Regions from separate parts of the Astyanax mexicanus genome. Here region 2 is linked to region 1. Evidence: chromatin contacts called from public Hi-C data. All regions are on one chromosome and are shown on one strand. Each heading gives the region's core, a stretch centred on a gene start, on an enhancer-like site or on the middle of the called end of the contact. The rest is flanking DNA. Distances are from core to core; before and after follow the strand shown.

Evidence for each region. Hi-C and Micro-C count contacts between places; a contact is called where the count stands out from the background.
Region 2: a contact with region 1 is called in a Hi-C map of blood, with 5 times the contacts expected there. The contact joins two enhancer-like sites. A contact is called at or near these places in 2 of 3 Hi-C or Micro-C datasets (blood and muscle).

The regions. Positions count from the first base shown.
Region 1 is chr1:129,126,919-129,133,815 of AstMex3_surface, forward strand. The region is part of intron 1 of dyrk1b (dual-specificity tyrosine-(Y)-phosphorylation regulated kinase 1B); the gene reads left to right. Among protein-coding and RNA genes, the nearest start is that of dyrk1b, 25 kb to the left of the region's middle. Within about 2 kb of position 2,568, the one cell type or tissue checked has an H3K27ac peak away from gene starts, as active enhancers do.
Region 2 is chr1:129,172,020-129,178,916 of AstMex3_surface, forward strand. It overlaps dyrk1b (dual-specificity tyrosine-(Y)-phosphorylation regulated kinase 1B), which reads left to right. Exons shown (of 11, transcript XM_049468949.1): 5 at 880-1,027; 6 at 2,991-3,277; 7 at 6,034-6,180; 8 at 6,347-6,508. Among protein-coding and RNA genes, the nearest start is that of zp3d.1, 17 kb to the right of the region's middle. Within about 2 kb of position 3,097, the one cell type or tissue checked has an H3K27ac peak away from gene starts, as active enhancers do.

The DNA.
Region 1 (6,897 bases), core at 1,318-3,817:
TGTGAACCAAATTTCAGTTTGGTGTGAACCAAAAAAAGCAGGTGTGAAAGGTGCCATAAACCACACCCTGGACCAAAGAACTAAAGTTTGTTCCTACTAAAAAAAGGTGACCTCAGTTCCAGATCAGCTAAACCATGGTCTGTTTGGTTTGCAGAAGGGGTGCGCCATATCGTTTTGTACGCAATAATATCGGCAAAAAAATTATCCTTATTACAAAAATATCCTGTAATATTGTTATTTTTCAGGCAATGCAAGCCATCAACTTTTTTGCTGTTTGTATTAAAAGAAAAAAATCGCACTGTCCTAATTTCCAATGAAATAATATCTACTGTATCTAGACTGTATTTATACTGTATCTGTCCAGTAGCAAGTATTTTACTTTAAACCTGTATATATGGTGTATATAAGTATTCTATGCAATCATACAACAGATTACAGTGCTGGTGATTCTGTATCTACTGTAACTGTAGATTAATTACAGAGCAGTATGGGTACAACAGATTACAGTGCTGGTGATTCTGTATCTACTGTAACTGTAGATTAATTACAGAGCAGTACGGGTACAACAGATTACGGTGCTGGTGATTCTGTATCTACTGTAACTGTAGATTAATTACAGAGCTGTACGGGTACAACAGATTACAGTGCTGGTGATTCTGTATCTACTGTAAGTGTAGATTAATTACAGAGCAGTACGGGACAACAGATTACAGTGCTGGTGATTCTGTATCTACTGTAACTGTAGATTAATTACAGAGCAGTACGGGTACAACAGATTACAGTGCTGGTGGTTCTGTATCTACTGTAACTGTAGATTAATTACAGAGCAGTATGGGTACAACAGATTATGGCGCTGATGATTCTGTATCTACTGTAACTGTAGATTAATTACAGAGCAGTATGGGTACAACAGATTACAGTGCTGGTGATTCTGTATCTACTGTAACTGTAGATTGACCTTTCTGGTAGAGAGACAGAATTCAGCGCAACACCTGTCAACATGTGGCATTCTACAAACCAATCAGTGTGAAGGATAGGGAGACTCCGCCCACATAGGTGATTGTGACAGAACATAGTAAATTTGTTTTAAACCAAAGCTAAATGTACAGAATACAATGTAACGCACATCAAGCTTAGTTTAGTCTCTGTTCTGGGCTTTTAGGTGTGAAAACTCCTTGATGAGTCACTCTGACCTAATGTAGAGTATTTGGTGATTTGGTATTTACTTATTTATCGTGAACTGATTGTTGCATTGTGTCCTCAGATTAACCCACTGGCATTAATCTGATTGTGATGATGGCATTACATCACCGTTTGGTTCACACACTTTGCGTTATTATCTTTGATGTTGGCATTTTTTTCACACTCATTCAGTGCAACTTTTGTATTAAAATGTGGCAGTTATCCAGATACTTCACTACAGAAACATGAATTAAATAATTGAAATAAAAATGTGTCTAAATTACTCTGAACTCTGGAATGAGCTCCTGAATCAATTTTATCTACTAAACATGAATTTGGGGACCTGGAAACATAGTAATCCTGCCATTTCCTCATGAGAATTGGTTCTGTTACACAGTGATTTGAATATTTGCTAAATTAATATTTGCTATATTAATTAAACCATGTTCCCTTTTATATACTGTAAAAAAAACTCCAGATAAAGGAAAATACAGTAAAAAGAATGAAAAAGTGACACTCTGAAAAACAAAAGATAAAATAGTTTTCATGCATCTTGGCATCATGTTCTCCTCCACCAGTCTTACACACTGCTTTTGGATAACTTTATGCTGCTTTACTCCTGGTGTAAAAATTCAAGCAGTTCAGTTTGGTGGTTTGATGGTTTGTGATCATCCATCTTCCCCTTGATTATATTCCAGAGCTTTTTAATTTGGTAAAATCCAAGAAACTCATCATTTGTAAGTGCTCTCTTATTTTTTATTCTATTATTATATCTGTACATGTATATATATACTCATATTTCTATTGTATTACCATCAGGATTCCTTATAATTAACCAGCCCTAGTTTACCCAGACTTTTGCATGCACCTCCTCTGTGTGTGTGTCTAAATATAAACATATAAATATAATGTTTTCAGAGGTACTGGTATGGGAGTACTGGTCTGTGGTAAAGCATCAGTTGGGTGTAGTAACTGAGTTTGGCCACTGGGGGCAGCAGAGGAGGGCCCAATTCAGGCACACAGCACTCAATACAACCTGGAGCAGAGCGTCTCCCGCTGTAACCCTGTCCCTGCCTCCTGTCCCTGCCCCCCTGTCCCTCGCTCTGCCTGTCCCCCGACTGCTGTACATATAGAATTTAGGATTCCTGATTAATTTCACAGCACTTTTTCTGATCTAAGTTTCTGATCAGAGTATCTACCTGAGTGCAGGGTTACCGCGCCGACGCGTCTCCCTACCGCAGCTGAACCGCCTGCATGAGCTGGAACCACCCTGCAGTCAGCTGACCTTTGACCTTAAACTCTCTCTGACCCTTTAAGAGCAGGACTGGTGTAATTCCGCCGGTGGAGGACCGTCTCACTGCGTCCACAGTCTGAATTACGCAGAGTTTACAGGTTCTGCACAGGGGGGACACTTCTCGGACCGGACCGCCCGGTTCTAGTCGGGCAGGGCCGGGTGGGGTCGGGTCGGGCCGTGTGCTGATCCGCTGTAGAGGATGTGTGCTTTTCAGGTGAAAGGTCACGGCAGGGGAGGGGGTGGGTGGCTTGCGGGGGATTAACCGTGGGGATTCTCCTGCCTGTGACTGTCTCTCGCCTCTCTCTCTCTCTTTCTCTTTCATGCTCTGTCTGTCTCTCATTGTCTCTTTCTCTTACCCGTCTCTCACTATCACTCTCTCTCTTTCTTTTTGTCTCTTTCTCGTTGTCCCTTGCTCCCTCTCTCTTTTCCTCTCATTCTCTTTTCTGTCTATCTCTCTCTCTTTTTTTATCTCTCGCTCTCTCTTTCGCTCTTTGTCTGTCTCTCCCTCTTTTTGTTACTGTTTTTCTCCCCCTCTTCTCCTTGTCTTTCTCTCTCCCCTTTCCTTTTTGTCTCCCTCTCTTTCTCTCTCCCTCTTTTCTGTCTCTCTCCCTCTCCCTCTTGTCTGTTGCTCCTTCTCTCCCCCTCTCATCTGTGTGTCTCTCTGCCGTCTTCTTTTTGTCTCCCTCTCCTCTGTCTCTCTCTCCCCTTTCCTTTTTGTCTCTTTCTCTCTCCCCGCTTTTTTACTGTCTCTCTCTCTCTCTCTCTCTCCCTCTCGTCTGCCTCTCTCTCTCTCTCTCTCTCTCTCTCTCTCTCTCTCATCTGTCTCTTTCTCTTTTCCCCACTTGTCTGTCTCTCTCCACTCTCGTTTCTCTCTCTCTCTCTCTCTCACTCACTCTGAAAGGGACAGACCTCACTGCGCCAAACAGGGTTTGTTCATTCACATATTTTCCCATTTTGTAATTAAATAAAGTAAAATGCTGACGCTCCCTTGTATCCAGTGTGTGATGGATCATTCAGTGTCCTACCTGTCTCTAAATACACTGTATGGTGCGTTATTTTGGAGTTTATTGTTTGGTGGTATTTAGGAAGCGAGGCCTCTCTGTAATGAATCAGTGTTGTAGTCCAGGCTTATGTACACATGGTTTTGATTTCAGCATATTAAATACGGGAAACGAGGGTTATTCCACCAAATATTGATTTCTGTACTCTTAAAACTTTATGAATATAAACTTGTTTTCTTTGCATTATTTGAGGTTTCTGCTAATCTTTACAGACTTTCCCTCACCGTGCACTGCTCTCCATATATAATAGCTGTATATTAAAGAAAGTGATTAAGCACAGACGTAAAGATCTGCTATTTCTGTGATTTTAAACGGCCGGTGTCGGGTTCTGTGTGTCGTCAGCCTCATGGTGGGTTTTTCCTGTTGAGCCCCCCCAACACACACACACACACACACACACCGGAATTCGCGTCTGCTATTTAGGGACCTCCTCAAACTTTTCTAATGTTAAACTGGACGCAGTCTCCTGGCAGAACTTCTGCTGAGAGCACTAGCAACATTGGGCCATTTTTGTCGCGTGTAATTTCAGTCTGCAGCTCAGAATGTGGGCTAAAGTCAGCTGAGAAAACAGGAACATACACACTGAGCCTCTCCTAACACTATAACGCTAATAACATCTGCTAATTTAACTCAGTTCATGTCTGTTTATGCTCTCGTTTATCAATCAATCATTAATCCATACAGTTTCAACAGCTCACTCATCTGTCTGTCCAAATATTAGCTGTGCTACAGTTATTAGCCATACTGCAGTTATTTGTTGGCAGTGGTACAATTGTTGGCAATGCTACAGTTATTAGCCGTGCTACAGTTTTTAGCCATACTGCAGTTATTAGCCGTGCTACAGTCATTAGCTGTGCTACAGTTATTTATTAGCAGTGGTATAATTGTTGGCCATGCTACAGTTATTAGCCGTGCTACAGTTATTTATTAGCAGTGGTACAATTGTTGGCCATGCTACAGTTATTAGCCGTGCTACAGTTATTAGCCGTACTACAGTTATTTATTAGCAGTGGTACAATTGTTGGCCATGCTACAGTTTTTAGCCTTGCTACATTTATTAGCTGTACTACAGTTATTAGCCGTGCTACAGTTATTAGCCGTGCTACAGTTATTAGTTATTTGTTAGCCGTGGTACAATTGTTGGCCATGCTACAGTTGTAAGCTGTCTTAAACTTATTTTAGCCGGGCTACAGTTATTTTTTTAGCAGTGGTACAATTGATAGCCATAATACAGTTAATGTTAGCTGTACCACAGTTATGTAAGCCACGCTGTGGTTGTTAGTTGTGTTACAGTTGCTATCCATGCTACAGTTATGATAGCTGCACTACAATTATTTTTTAGCACTGATGCCGTTGTTAGCCATGCTACATGTATGTAAGCAGTACTACACTTGTGTTAACCACAACTGCAGTTGTTAACCAAACTACAGTTATTTTTTTAGCAGTGGTACAATTGGTAGCCATGATACTGTTCTTGGCCGTTCTGCATGTATGTTAGCCGCACTACAGTTATCTGTTTGCTGTGCTACATTTTTTAGCTGTACTGTAGTTTTTAGTCATGTTGCATTTATTAGCAATGCTACAGTTGTTAGGTGTCCTGCATCTGTTACCCATGCTGCAGTTGTTAGCTGTAGTACAGTTATATATTAGCCATGCTGCAATTGTTAGGCATGCTGCAGTTATTGGCCATACAACAGTTGTTAGCTGTATAAGTTAATAATTAGCTGTAAAACAATTGTTAGCTGTACTACAGATATTAGTTGTACTACAGTTATTTGTTAGCCATGCTACAGTTATTAGCCGAACTGCAGTTATTAGCCGTACTGCAGTTGTTAGCCATACCGCAGTTGTTAGCCATACTGCAGTTGTTAGCTGTACAGCAGTTATTAGCCGTGCTTGAGTTGTTAGCCGTACTGCAGTTCTTAACCGTACTGCAGTTGTTAGCCGTACTGCAGTTGTTAGCCATACTGCAGTTGTTAGCCGTATTGCAGTTGTTAGCCGTACTGCAGTTGTTAGCCGTACTGCAGTTGTTAGCCGTACTGCAGTTGTTAGCCGTATTGCAGTTGTTTAGCCATGCTACATTTATTAAGTATACATAAATATATATATATATATATATATATATATATATATATATATATATATATATATATATATATATATTAAATATATATAACAGTTATTAGCCCTATTGTCTCACAGTGAGAGCAGCACTTCAGTACGCTATTTTAAACAGTTCGGCAGCAAGAGGTCAAACGGCGCCTCCTTGCTTTATTTAGTAGTAAATAGTTCTCTGTTGGTGGACAGTCGTTGGGCAAGTGTGGAAAGTATTTGTGGGGTATATCTGGGTATTTCTGCCTCTCGATAAGGAGCTTGAAGTGTCGCTGCCCTGCAGAAAACTCATCGTACCATTACGACCTGTAAAAACTTAATTATCTTTTAATAGAAGTGATTGAATCATTTATTTCAGAAGAAATATGGTGAAAATTCTATTTGTTTTAAAATTGCAATATATATTGTATCTAATATCAGCTTTTGTACTGTTCATTAACTGAATTTATGAAATATATTGTGAAAATGTTCTCTTTCATCCAGCCTAAAACTTAACACTTATAAACTCTTTGCTTGGTTAAATAATGGTGCTTTGGTTAATTTGGTTAAATTTGGTTAATGGTTAAATGATTCTTTATATATAAGGAAATCTGCTTCATAATGTGTGCAAGAAACAACTACGATAAAAGATCAAATTGTACTTTTAACCTTTTTGACAGGGATATAATAATATAACAACATAATAAAGCAGTTACACCATTTTATAGCGCAATGAACTTTTAATTAAATCAGTAAATAAACTGGTTAACAGAAATCACTGAAAATCACAACTGCATAGTACAGACTAATTCATGTTTAAAGAATCTCCTTACTAAGAAAAACGATGGGCAATACTGGGTTAAACTTTATTCATAACATGATCATATATTGCACAATAAGATGGTAAATCAGTCATCGGAACAGAACTAGAGATTGTAAATTACTGTTTCTTTTTAACTCCAAATATCTCCATATATGCAGAATTAAAGTAAAATAAATGAAACTGGACAGATATAATCTGTCTCTAGTAGATATATAATTGGAAATGAGAACAGTGTGAATTTTTCTTTTGAAGAAAAAAAACAGTGCAAAACAAAATTGGACCCTGATGTGATAATTAGGGGTGGGTAATATGGCACCATATTTCATGCTACTTTTGAGCATTTCTTTTGGCCATGATAGTCAGATTGTTCTTAAAACATTTGCCTTTGATCTCTAAGGACTTTTCTAAAGAACTACAAATTTAAGAATTTTCAGTTTCATTTAAAG
Region 2 (6,897 bases), core at 1,847-4,346, 46 kb after region 1:
CAGCCTTAGTGCTGGAGAAATTTGGGAATCTAAGCTTCCTGTAAATACACAGAAGCGCTTTACTCACCCAAATAAATGGTTTTCAGGAGAGAAATCTGTGTAGATTAACTTTCAGCGCTCGTTTGACTTTAAAAGAAAGTCTTTTTTCATTACAGTTTTGTTTACTCATGAATATTCATACATGCAAACATATATCGCCTCTGATTGGCTAACAGCACTGTGACACCAGGAGGCAGCGAGACGGACAACAGTTAGAAACGTTTTAAAATAAAGACATTTTTACACTAATAACAGTCTTTGCGATGTCATATGTCATGTCACTTTACAACATGTGTAATAATGCACTGCTAAGTGCAGTTCAGCCACTGATCTAGTCTTAGAGTCTCTGTAAAACACCAAATCCACCGGAGATCCTATTTAAACCTATAGTTACTTACACACTATAGAGGTGGGTAGTCCAGGTTCAGAAAATTAAAAAACTAATCCCGGGGTGGATATTTACTACTTTTAAACATCTATACACCTACCTATCTCAGTGTATAAAATACTTGGCTGGTGTTTTTCCTCCATAGACTAATTCTAACCATTTGTTCCTCAGCTCTGAATTACTTGGTAAAGTATATAAACACTGATGTGTTATTCGCACAAATAACACAGGAACGAACTGCATGCTGTTCCTGGAAATTACACCACTCTGATAATCGAATTAATATATGGGACGCTGCTTGAATGGGTTTATCAGGACATAAAAACTATTAATTACAACATCTTCCTCACACTATACAGAATACTTCAGTAATACTGCTCTACATTTAACATTCATTTTAACAGCAGGTTTCCAGGTCCCGTAACGCTCAGTCCTCTCATGTTTTCCCGCAGGTGGTGAAAGCCTACGACCACCACGAGCAGGAGTGGGTGGCCATCAAAATCATCAAAAACAAGAAAGCCTTCCTGAACCAGGCCCAGATCGAGCTGAGGCTTCTAGAACTCATGAACAAACACGACACCGAGATGAAGTACTATATAGGTAAGAAAAACACACACACACACACACTTATACACACACACACACAGTTTCAGACAGCCCGGCGTGACTCACCCAGAACCCAGTTCAGCTTCATCTATTGATCTCGTCCTACGCTCAGTCTGAAGCGGCTTCTCCAGAATTCAGTACTGGGCTGGAGTTAAGCGATGCTCGTTAAAACCAAATTCACTGGAAATATATGAACAAATACTTAAAGAACCGATATCATGAAAAACTTGAAATATCAGTTTCTTTAAATATATACTGAAGACACTGCCTGGTCCGTACAGTTCATATACAGGAACTGAACAAGTAAAAATATATAATTTTGAAGTAATGTGGGTACCACTTTAAAATAAGACTTTATAAAGGATTTATAAATAGTTTACAATTAGTTTATTTATTGTTACTAATTAGGTTGTAAATGCCTTAAAAATCATTAATAATCAGTGATAACACATACGTAGAAAGGGCAACAGTATAGATGGCTGTGGGTTCACTATTTGGCAAACAACAGGTCATTGTTGCCCTTTCTACGTATGTGTTATAACTGATTATTAATGATTTTTAAGGCATTTACAACCTAATTAGTAACTATTAATAAACTAATTGTAAACCATTTAAAAACCCTTTATAAAGGTAGTCTTATTTTAAAGTGGTACCATAATTTGTTTCGCAGAAAGTAGTCTTTTGGTACATAAACCTACACAAAGTTGCAAATGTTGGATATGGCTGCATTTAATGATTTAATATATACAGCTCTGTAAAAAAAATGAAGAGAGCACTTCAGTTTCTGAATCAGTTTCTCTGATTTTGCTATTTATAGGTTTATGTTTGAGTAAAATGAACATTGTTATTTTATTCTATAAACTACAGACAACATTCCTCCCAAATTACAAATAAAAATATTCTCATTTAGAGCATTTATTTACAGAAAATGAGAAATTACTGAAATAACAAAAAAAAGATGCAGAGCTTCTTTTATAGACCTCAAATAATGTAAAGAAAACAACATGTTCATATTCATAAAGTTTTAAGAGTTCAGAAATTAATATTTGGTGGAATAATCCTGGTTTTTAATCACAGTTTTTATGCATCTTGGCATCATGTTCTCCTCCACCACCAGTCTTACACACTGCTTTTGGATAACTTTATGCTGCTTTACTCCTGGTGCAAAAAATCAAGCAGTTCAGTTTAATTTGATGGCTTGTGATTATCTAATCCAACTAATTGCACTCTAATGTAACTGACTCTTAATTCCTCTACTTAAATTTTAAATATACCGGTAGTATAAATCAGGATAACACATTTTGGCACCAATATTATACATTGACCTGATATTTACCATCTGCTTTTATTTTTCCCCAAATTTCTCAAATCTTTCACATTTTTGATTGACTGATTTTGACAACATTTTTGATTGGCATTTTGTGACGATGTGTCCAAGGACCAAAGTGTACGGAGGTGCTTAGATTCCCAAATTTCTCCAGCACTATGGCTGGGGCATTAGCATTAGCGGCTAACCGCTAGCCCAACAGCGCTACACTGAGGAACCCTGAGTGTTGCCGGTAAGCCAGGGTGATATTAACTAGTGGGGTCGGCCACGGGGCTTGTTTTAACAGGGTAGACACCCAGACTGATAATACAGACTGATATACAGTCTGATAATACTCGCCTCTCTATGGAGAAAGAGCTAACGCGGTTATCAGCTAATGCTAATGCTGTTCCAGTAGGGCTAGCCGGGGTTAGCAGCAGGCTATAGTTCGATAATACAACATCTGTTTGGATTTTTTCCCCCAAATTTTTTACATTTCTTAAATGTTTCTCATTTTTGATTGACACAGTTAACTGGTATGTTTCACACTTCAAGAAAATTTGGTTTAGGGTTTCGTGCCTCTCAAAAAAGAAACTGTGCTGTTAATTCTGTTTCTCTAATTCTTCCTTTTTTCTTTCCTTCCTCCTCCAGTCCACCTGAAAAGGCACTTCATGTTCCGGAACCATCTCTGCCTGGTGTTCGAGCTCCTCTCCTACAACCTGTACGATCTCCTCCGCAACACCAACTTCCGGGGCGTCTCGCTCAACCTGACGCGGAAGTTTGCGCAGCAGCTGTGCACGGCGCTGCTGTTCCTGGCCACGCCGGAGCTCAGCATCATCCACTGCGACCTCAAGCCCGAGAACATCCTGCTGTGCAACCCCAAACGCAGCGCCATCAAAATCGTCGACTTCGGCAGCTCCTGTCAGCTCGGCCAGAGGGTGAGCGAACACGAGGCCCCGCCCACCTGACCACGAATCTAAAGCTCCGCCTTATTGTGTATCATATTATCGTATTTATCTCACTATACGGCGCAATATTGATAAACATTTATTTTCTGGTCTATTTTAATTCATAAGACGCTCCGGATTATAAGGTGCATTATGCTACACTAGTAAGGAACAGGGGTGCTACAAGCTACAAGCTGCTACAGCAGTTCTAGCCGGAATTGACAGCAGCAGGCTACAGGTCAGCAATACTCACCTCTGAGCGGCCAAAGAGCTAGCTAGCGCTTAGCGCTAATGTAGTTAGCGGCTAATGCTAATGCTGCTCCAGTCTCGGTGCTTTGGTGCTTAGTGCTTTACTGCTCCTTAATACCCGACTTAAAGAATGTATACACAAAGCGCACCGTCGATTTTTGGGAAAATTAAAGGCTTTTAAATGCACCATATATTGCGAAAAAATACGGTACCTATATTAAAAGTGAAATTAATTAGCCTATTGAGCATGAACATAAACACAGTTTAAAAACTCCATCAGCACTGCTGCATCACTTGATCAGTGGATAATGGGTGTAGAACCAAGCATAGGTGTGAAGAAGTATTGAAGTACAAACACTTACATTATCCTACTTAAAGCAGCACTAGGTAATTTTCTTGATTGTTTATCTTTTTAAAGAAGTAAAATTACAGCTTGAAACTCACTGCAGCGCTGAATTGAGGTGTAATGGGAGGAATAGCGGTGCTCTCGTGTCTGTGCCGGAGCTCCTCTGAGCTCAAACCAGACTCTGTAAGTTTTCTGAGGCGGCCGCGACCAACGCTCACGAGAACTGCGACCTGCTTTCCGACCTTTAGTTCTAACAGTTCTACAAGAAAAACTGGTTCATTCTTTACAAACTAACATACAGACACTCTGGCAGAAGCTGGAAAGAGACTGAATATGTCTGTGAAAGCCAGAAAACGAGAAAGAGAAACTAATCCGCCTGAAACATTTATTACACTCTGTACACAACTGTAGGGGGAGCCCATGAGCACAAAATCTCAATCCTACCTAGTGGAGCTTTAAGTAGAAAATGTAGGTTATCTATACTTTACTATACTTACATATTAATATAAATTGTTACTCCTATTTAATTTCAGCTCGTTTTTATTCCGTTCAATAAAACCCCTATCCAGATAAATCTCTCCTTTATCCAGATAGAGTGAATCTGATTGTGATTGGATATAGAGAAGTATAAACATATACCATTCCGACTTCCTATTGGTTTATACTGTGATCCATCACACCTGCGCATGTCCCGCCCCCCTTAAGCTTAAGCTTTTGTTTTTAATGGATTTAAAGTAGTTTTGAATCCAGTATTTTTACTTAAAGAGTAATGAAAAGATACTTCTACTGAGTCGATACTTCTTCAACTTCTACTGAATTTTAGGGTATTTTATTAAACACTGGTATATATGTATTTATACTTCTAACTACAGAGTAATGAATGGAGATACAGTACTTTTCACACCTTTGGAAACAGGATCTCTCGGTGTGTTTGTTTGGATGGATGGATGGATGGATGGATGGATGGATGGATGGATGGATGGATGGATGGATGGATGGATGGATGGATGATGGATGGATGGATGGTGGATGGAACAGGTCATTAGCAGCAGTAGCTCAGTGTGTTGGAGCTCCACACCCTTTTTCCTCCTGATGCTGATCACCCACAGCTTGTTCATCCTGCGCTTGTGTGTGTGTGTATATATGTGTGTATATATATATATATGTATATATATATATATGTGTGTGTGTGTGTGTGTGTGTGTGTGTGTGTGTGTGTGTGTGTGTGTGTGTGAATAAAGGGAGAGGTCTAATATGCTTGAAAGGGCAGGACGGGCTTTCCCTGCTGCAATACACAATAGTGATCAGCACACATTGTCAAGGACTCTCCGGCTGAGAAAATGGGTTTGGGTGAAGTGCTGCTGGAGAATGGATTCCCAGCGGCTGTGCTGCACCCTCTTTATCTCGCTCACGCCCAGTTCCTGCTGCCCCCCAGTGCCTGGAACCAGTTACTGCAGGCGTCTGAATGTAAATCAGTGCACTGGTTGAGCACACTGCATCTGGAGCTGCACAGTATATCGCATTAATTAGCCTTTTTTTTTTTTCACGCAAGGAGGAGGGGTCAAGTTCCGGGCGAGGTGATGGATAAACCTATTTCCGGTTTAGAGCACCGCTACGAAAAAAAAATGGATGGGTTTTTTTATTCCTCATGTTTTTCCGCACTTCAGGCAGGACGACGTTGCTAGAACCGTCGAGGAACTATGGAGAGAAACTTAAAAATTAATTTTTCGAGCAGTTTATTTTTGATTATGAAGGTAAACGGCTCCAGTTCTGTGGTTTAGGTTAACCAAGCTCTTAGCTCACTTAGCCTTCTATCATTTAAACTGCTTTTTGTTTATCTTATTGTTAATTAACGCATATACTTTACTATTATTGTACTATTTTAGTTGCCTGCAATTATTGTGTCTTATGATTTTGTATGTTCGGTGTCCAACACCAGGTGCTACCCGTGTTCTGTCGAGTTGTGCTACCCGTTGATATGTGCACCACCAGTGTGCCCGAACAAACCGATTTTTTATAATTATGTTCACGTTTTTATGATTTTTTTTTGTGCCCCTTATAGTGCAAAAAATACTATATATATATATATTGCAATGATGCATGTCTCCTGAATATCTTAAATGCAAATTGTTGCATTTTTTGTTTTTTGCAGATTTACCAGTACATCCAGAGTCGGTTCTACCGCTCCCCTGAGGTGTTGCTAGGCATGCCCTACGACCTGGCTATAGACATGTGGTCACTCGGATGCATCCTGGTGGAGATGCACACAGGAGAACCCCTGTTCAGCGGCTCCAATGAGGTACATACACATGTTAGCATTAGCATAATAGCGTACAGTAGTGTTAGTGGTATATTAGAGTACAGTGGTACTAGTGGTACAATAGCGTACAGTGGTACTAATGGTATATTATTAGTATGTTGAGTACATTGGATTGATTGTTCTCACTGAGATGTTTGTTCTTCAGGTGGATCAGATGAATAAAATAGTGGAGGTTCTTGGGGTTCCCCCGAACCACATGCTGGATCAGGCCCCCAAAGCACGCAAATACTTTGATAAGCTCTCTGACGGCCTGTGGACCGTCAAGAAGAACAAGGACATAAAGAAGGTACTATATCCTTCAGCCTCTGTGAGTAAAACTCTGCTTCTTATTAACCATTCTCCATAACCCATTCACCCTCTATTACCCTTCATAACCCTCCATTACCCTGCATAACACTTCATCATCCTTGTCAATCCTCCCATTATCCTTCATAACCCTCCATTACCCTGCATAACACTCCATCACTCTTAATAACTCACCATTACCCTTCATAACCGTGCATAACGCTCCAGTATCCGTGTTAACCCTCCATTACCCTCTATAACCCTCCATAACCCAATGTACCCTCTGTATCCCTCTATTATCCTTCATAACCCTCCATTACCCTTTATAACCCTCCAATACCCTTCATAACCCTCCATTACCCTGCACCTCTATGCTCCAAAACTCTCCATTACCCTGCATAACCCTTGATC